Regions from separate parts of the Ovis aries genome. Here region 2 is linked to region 1. A link is a contact called in public Hi-C data. All regions are on one chromosome and are shown on one strand. Each heading gives the region's core, a stretch centred on a gene start, on an enhancer-like site or on the middle of the called end of the contact. The rest is flanking DNA. Distances are from core to core; before and after follow the strand shown. Region 1 has its middle 67 kb from the start of DLG1. Region 2 has its middle 91 kb from the start of BDH1.

Region 1 (3,354 bases), core at 545-3,044:
ACGACTGAAGTGACTTAGCAGGATCTGTTGAATAAATGCCTGAGTGAAGGTATGAATGAATACATCTCTGCCCCTGTTGCCCCAGTTCTGCTTTCCTTCCTTCATAAAAGAAGAGCATGCATTGCATGGGAGGCAATGGCATTGGTTTGAGTAATCGCCTAAAACCCATGTGGTTTTCTAGTGTTGTAGGCAGGAAAGCATGAGATGCTGATTAAGGCTGAGGTCACAGGCACCCCACAAACCCTCCCAGAGGCCAGTTAATTTTTTTTCTCTTCTGTGGCTACAGGCTCTGCACCACATCCGAAGTGTTTCACTGTTCAAAGAAATCTCATAATCCACAGCTGGTTATCTTTTCCTTAAACATTTTGATAATCAAGCCTGCAGAGCAAGTTTCTGGACCTAGTTGCCCTTGCTTTACCTTCCTCACCTCTGGGTTTGTGGTGTGAGAAACGAATGTGTTTCCTAGAAACAAAGAACGGCAGATCTTAGGTGGCTGGGGGAGGGGGGACTTCGAAATTTAGAAGTCATCTGACATTGTCACTTATTTTAAGACTAGAAAGTGGTGGTCAGGAGGGGGCACGTCCTGTCCAGTGTCATCTCGTGAGCCACTGGCCTCACAGAGCACCAGCCTCTTGGCTTCTCTTATGATGTTCACTTCAAGGCAACCAGCTATTTCCTTCTCTGACAAAGCCAGCCCCTCTCGAGCATCCTACCCGTGGCCGTGTGCCAAGAGTTTCTAATGCTTATGACAACATGGCATAGGAATTAGGTGTACTTGGTTTCCCTTATGTACAGAAGCATAAAAAGGATCAAAGCATTTACAGTTTGATGATGTTCCCAAATGAGAGTTCAAATTGCTGAATTAAACAGCCAGCAATTTTTTAGAGGACTTTCCGGAGTAATTACTCAAGATGGAATTAAACTCTATTTGCCTTTGGCTCCTTCTCATGCCCTCCCACTGCCTGGAAGGAGGAGGAGTGGGGAACCAACAAAGAAAATCTTAAGATACTATTGCCAATTACACATTTTTACCTGCCTCATGATCTTTTGCTTTGCACATTAATTAAATCAAGCCCAGGTGTGTTGCAGATGGGTTAGCTGCTGGCGATCGGAAGAGATTAATAGATCCTCGCAAAGGGAAAAGCTCTCAAGTTTTATGGGTCATTGATGCTGCTTCTTTCAGCAGAAATCAAGATTGAGAAAGAAAGACGTGGCCTAGTCCATTAGGAAGCCTCAATGGCTCCTCGCATGTTAACCATCTCCAGAGTCCTGAAGGCAGGCAGATCCCCTCTGCTGGCAGATCTGGCCGAGCCTGCAGATCAGAAGGAAGTCAGACTTCAAACTCTCATTCTAAAGGAAACTGGTTCAGGATTGAAGGTTAGTGACCTGGGATCAGAGACTGCTGTAGGGGCCCTGGGGGGCAATTAGGAGTCAGCCGTGTGATGGGAGGGGTCAGTCTCTGGTTTCCTTACTCTGCCTCTGCTGACTTTGACATCTCTCCCCTACTGTCAAAACTGAGAAAAAGGACATAACTGAGCATGGGTCAGAACACAGCTCTGCTCCTAAAGCCCAGGGCCCTTGTCCCTACCCACTGTAAGAACAGCTTCGAGTTAAAACACAGAATGACACCCATCCCCCCGTACGGAGGCTCAGGGTGCCCAACTCCATCGTCAAGGCCAGGTCAGGTTTCCTTCTGGGTCACCCGGGATCTGGGCTGAGGCCAGGATGAGGCAGGGAGGTGGAGGGGGCAGGGCAGAGGGAAACAAAGGTCACTTATTACTGACAAAGAAGGCATTTGTCCCAGGGTGTAAAGCCCGAGGTTTCACACAGTACTGGGCCATTCACTAGAGCCCTGAGCTCACACTAACCAACTAATTAGTTCCAAATGCTCCTCAGAAGTCTGCCTTCCATGGTGCCGATTTCTGATTCATTGCCACAGGGACGGATTTCTGGGTGAGACAAATGATGAGCAACCAAGAGCCAGGCAGGTTCCCTGGAACTCTCCCACACACTGCTGGAGGCAGGCACACCCACTTTGTCTCTGTGACTGGAACAGAACATGAACATACTTTGGTTTGTGCAACTTGAATCCCTTTCTGAAGAATCCTGGTCTTGTCCACCCTCCCCCATAGTGAGTTAAACCAAAATGTCCTGGCTTCAGAGGCCTGGTGGAAATGACTAAGCTGTATCTTGCAGCCAGTGGTCATGTCGGGTCATTCTCATCCCAGAAACTGGCAAAGTCTTTAGGTAATGATTTAGTCTGTTCATTCTTTGGTTTTCTGCTCACTATCTTCCCCAGCCCATTCCCCAGAGGTCTCTTGGCCCCATGACATTTTCATCTGCAATTGTCCTGTGCCTTCTGAAGGGGAGAGACTTACGGCCTGGATAACCTCTTCAAATCGGACTAGGGAAGGAGCTTACCTGGACAGGAGGTGGAGCAGGTCTAGATGAGGTAGGGTAGCACCTGGGAAACACATGGAAGGAGGTACTTTCAGGCGCCTACCCTGCACTTACATGGCCTTGACAATGAGCATCTCTTTAAATTGTACATCCTTGGTGCTTCACTTGCCTCACCCTACTCCTAACCTAGGTGTGGAGGATATTTCTAACCCTGAAGGAAATAGTTCACTTCCCTGGTCACAAGCCCAGGATGCTTTTGTTTTTATTAGAGTATAGTTGATTTACAATGTGTTAGTTTCAGGTATAGCACAGTGATTCAGTTTCATATACACACACATACATGCATGTATACATACATGTATATGCACACATATGTGCGCGCGCGCACACACACACACACACACACACATATGGTCTTACCTGGTGGCTCAGTGATAAAGAATCCTCCTGCCAATGCAAAAGAGGTAGGTTCAATCCCTGGGTTGGGAAGATCCCCTGGAGAAGGAACTAGCAACCCACTCCAGTATTTTTGCTTGGGAAATCCCATGGAGGAGGAGCCTGGCAGGCTACAGTCCTTGGGGCTGTGAAGAGTCAGATATGACTTAGTGACTGAACAATAACAACAACACACACCCATATATATATATTTTTTTTTTCTTTTAAAGATTCTTTTCCCTTATAGATTATTACAAAGCACTGAGTATTGAGTATAGTTTCCCGTGCTGTATAGTAGATCCTTGTTATCTGTTTTACATCTAGTAGTATGTATATGATAATTTCAAACTCCTAATTTATCCCTCCCTGCCACTTCCCCCTTTAGTAACCATAGTCTATTTTCTATGCTATGAGTCTATTTCTGTTTTGTAAAGAAGTTTGTTTTTATCCCCCCCCCCACCAGATTCCACATGTAAGCAATATCATATATTTGTCTTTGTCTGTCTTACTTCACTTAAT
Region 2 (3,560 bases), core at 580-3,079, 67 kb before region 1:
GATGCTTTTGAACTGTGGTGTTGGAAAAGACTCTTGAGAGTCCCTTAGACTGCAAGGAGATCCAACCAGTCCATCCTAAAGGATATCAGTCCTGGGTGCTCATTGGAAGGACTGCTGTTGAAGCTGAAACTCCAATACTTTGGCCACCTGATGTGAAGAGCTGACTTATTTGAAAAGGTCCTGATGCTGGGAAAGATTGAGGGCAAGAGGAGAAGGGGACGACAGAGGATGAGATGGCTGGATGGCATCACCGACTCAATGGACGTGAGTCTGAGTGAACTCCAGGAGTTGGTGATGGACAGAGAGGCCTGGCGTGCTGCAATTCATGGGGTTGCAAAGAGTCGGACATGACTGAGCGACTGAACTGAACTGTTGGGGAAAAGGAAGGGGACCTGTTTGGGTAAAGAGAGTCTCTTTGGGGGCCCTGGGATATAAAAGTAATGGTTCTGAGTTTGAGACCCTGCAAATCACCCCCATGAGAAGCCTGCTGGGAGGAGGAGTGCTTTTTAAGAGCCCCAGTGCAAGCAGTCTGCCCCCACTCCCCACAACACTTAAGGAGACCCCTCTAAAGGGAGACCAGGAGCTCATCGTACTGGCAGCTGCTCTCCACCTGGCCAAGGCCTCCCATGACAAGCAGAAGAGGGGAACCTGGTCTAACTGTGAGGCAGGGGGTGATAATAAAGGCTAGCCTTACAAGTGCCATTCTCTCTTTCTCCAGCAGGGTGGGCTGGGTGCCAGCATAGACACCCAGGGGCTGCTGCTTGCCTAAGTTCCTTTGTGCAGGAGAGACACTGTCTTCATGCAGAAAAGCCCCAGCCAGAATACCTGACACTGAGAGTAAAGGACCCAGGGTATCTCAGCCTTGGCTCATCTGCCCAGCCGGGTCCCTTCAGACTAGGCCAAACTACACGATGCTTCCTCCTGTGGCCCTGCTTACCCCAGTCAGAAAGGGACCAAATTTACAAAACCTACTGGGTGCCAGACACCACACACACACACACACACACACGTGCACAATCTCATTTAATCACCTCAACCATCTTGTGAAGTAAACATTCTTATCCCTGTTTTACAGATGAGGTAACTAGCTTAAGCAACGTGCCTAAAGTCATTCAGCTAGAAAGACTTTTTCGAGTCTTCACAGAAGGGGACTGATTTGGAGACTCTGAAGAGCCTGCTGGTTCCCACTCCTCTCCTTGGGAAATTGTGGATGAGCACTGACCCAGGCAATGAAGGAATAAGAATCCCTACTAAGGACATAGATTTCACCTGCCTCCACAGGCAGGCTTGCAAGAAAGGTCTTTGTCTGGGGAAGGTCTGTTAGGGCAGTTGTCAAAGTGAGGCAGGGCCAGCAAACTACTATCTCCTGAGAAAAATCACTGCATCTTCAGAAATGCAAATTTGAGACCAAAAAAAAAAAAAAATCTTATCTGTAATTTTATAATGACCATCCTAATTCCCAGTTGACATCTGCAGCAACCAGGAAGGCCAATTAGGGGCATCAAGGGGTGGCGGGCGGGCGGGAAAGCTGGGGAATTCCTCCTCCTCCAAATCAAACGTGGGATTGAAAGGAATCCCTAGAGGGAGGAGAGGCGGTAGCAGCTGAAAAGAAAACCTTGCTCCCTGCATCTCTAGGAGGAAAGGGACCCAGTGGAGAGCAAAAGTTGGGTGGGGGTGGGGGAGGTCCCTGCCTCAGGCCCGTAGGGCTGAGTCTTAAGAGCTATGCTGAGCCCCGCATCCGGTCGGAAGTACCAGTCTGGCGCTCCTGGCTCGGGATGCTGCAGCTGTTCTGGGGATCTGCACAATTAGAATTCTCCTAGCGCTACGAGCCTTCAGGAATCCAGTCACGTGGTGGACGCTGTGCTTGGAGCTGGGGTCAATGAGAGCTCAGTCTGAGGGGAAAAAAAAAAAAAGCAAAAGCGTTCCTTCCCCTCTGAGACATATCCTTCTTCGCAGTGCACTGCTGGGCTTTTCCTCTGAGGAAACCTCACCACCTCCGGGAAAAGGCTCCTGTTAGTGACCCAAGCCAGGTTGCGCCCTCGCCCGCCCTCCCCCTGCACCCCCTCCCACCTAACGGCGTGGAAGCTCTCAGGCGCATGCTTGGTGTGCAGCGGCGCAGGACACTCTCCCATCTGAGTGGGGTGGTTCTGTCAGAGGCGCATACCTCCACATCCTTTCATTCCTGTTCCTCTCTACCACAAGACTGACTTTTCACCAAGTTAGAATCTGGTTCCTGAATAGCTATAGGGCTACAGCTTTACAGAGATCATTTCTTTCCGATCCTACCCACTTTGCCAAGAATCTGTAATTAATTAACGGGCCAAAAGCTTTCACTAGAATTTCCTGAGTCAGAACCAAGGCTTTGTTATTACTGCTTTGGGGGTGGGGGGTGGGGTTTGAAGATTCTCAGATTTCCCTCACTTTCTCTGGGTCCCTTGATGGGAATGCATTTCCCACTTCTTTATGCTCACAACTGTGATGTAAGTCTCCCATACACTCTGCCTCCAGCCTACTCAGTCTCCCATCCACCAAATGAGATGCTGAACCCAAGATCTTGACCAATTTGAGCCTGCCCATATCCAGCTTGTTCTTATTACTGATGAACCTCCCTCCATCCATCCTCAGGAAGTGTTCGCTCAGTCTCGTCTCTTTGTGACCCAATGGACTGTGTAGCCTGCCAGGCTGCTCAGCCCATGGGATTTTTCAGGCAAGAATACTGGAATGGGTAGCCATTCTGTCCTCCAGGGGATCTTCCTGACCCAGAGATCAAACCCAGGTCTTTTGCATTGCAGGCAGACTCATTGCTGTCTGCACCACCAGGGAAGCCCTCACACTGAGGACCAACAGCTATTTCCAGAGGGAATTTGATTTGTCCTTGTTGTTTTCCAGTTTGTTCTGTGCTGCCTTTTTGTCTTCCCTGGGGAAAAAAAAAAAGCCCTCATCCTCATTCCTGTCAAAGACCTGTCAGAAATCACTATTCTTCTCTGTAATGGGTATTAATGTCCTATCAGAAATTCATGTTCTCCCATCGGCAATCACTGTCTCCTGTCAGAAATCACTGCTGTGTCAGGAATCACCCCTCTTCTTTTTAAAAATCACTGTTCTGAGAAGAATCACCACCTCAGAAATCCTTGTTCTCTTGTCAGAAATCCACTAATATCCTGTCAGAAGTCAACATTTTCTGTCAGAAATCCTTGATTTCCTGTCATAAATCATTGCTCTCCTGTCAAAAAATCCCTGCTCTCCTGTCTGAAATTCCTGCTCTCCTGACAGAGATCACTGTTTCTTGTCAGAAGTCACTACTTGTCCATTGGAAGTCATTGCTCTTTGCCTGATCCTTTTCTCCACAGGATATTCAGAGTTGTTTGTCGTATTTTGACACTGATAGCTTCTCTGTGACTTTCATCCTGCTGGCTGTTTGCACCTGTTTTGCTGCATCTATTGAAGTTTCAGTGCTGGGTATGAAAGCAGCCTGGGCAAGTGGGCATTGTACTGGGGCATCCACAATCTCATGTGCTCCTCTTGGTTGATCACAGACAAGTCATTTTTGCTTGCTGGAC

Evidence for each region. A called contact is a pair of places that touch in the nucleus more often than the background predicts.
Region 2: a Hi-C map of hypothalamus shows a contact between it and region 1, with 3 times the contacts expected there. The contact joins two enhancer-like sites. A contact is called at or near these places in 3 of 16 Hi-C or Micro-C datasets (hypothalamus, skin fibroblasts and tail adipose tissue).

Annotation. Positions count from the first base shown.
Region 1 is chr1:192,661,336-192,664,689 of ARS-UI_Ramb_v3.0, reverse strand. No RefSeq gene overlaps it. Among named protein-coding and RNA genes, the nearest start is that of DLG1, 67 kb to the right of the region's middle. Within about 2 kb of position 1,794, at least 23 of the 54 cell types and tissues checked have an H3K27ac peak or open chromatin away from gene starts, as enhancers often do. A contact at or near this core is called in hypothalamus, where this site is marked.
Region 2 is chr1:192,728,505-192,732,064 of ARS-UI_Ramb_v3.0, reverse strand. No RefSeq gene overlaps it. Among named protein-coding and RNA genes, the nearest start is that of BDH1, 91 kb to the left of the region's middle. Within about 2 kb of position 1,829, at least 17 of the 54 cell types and tissues checked have an H3K27ac peak or open chromatin away from gene starts, as enhancers often do. A contact at or near this core is called in hypothalamus, where this site is marked.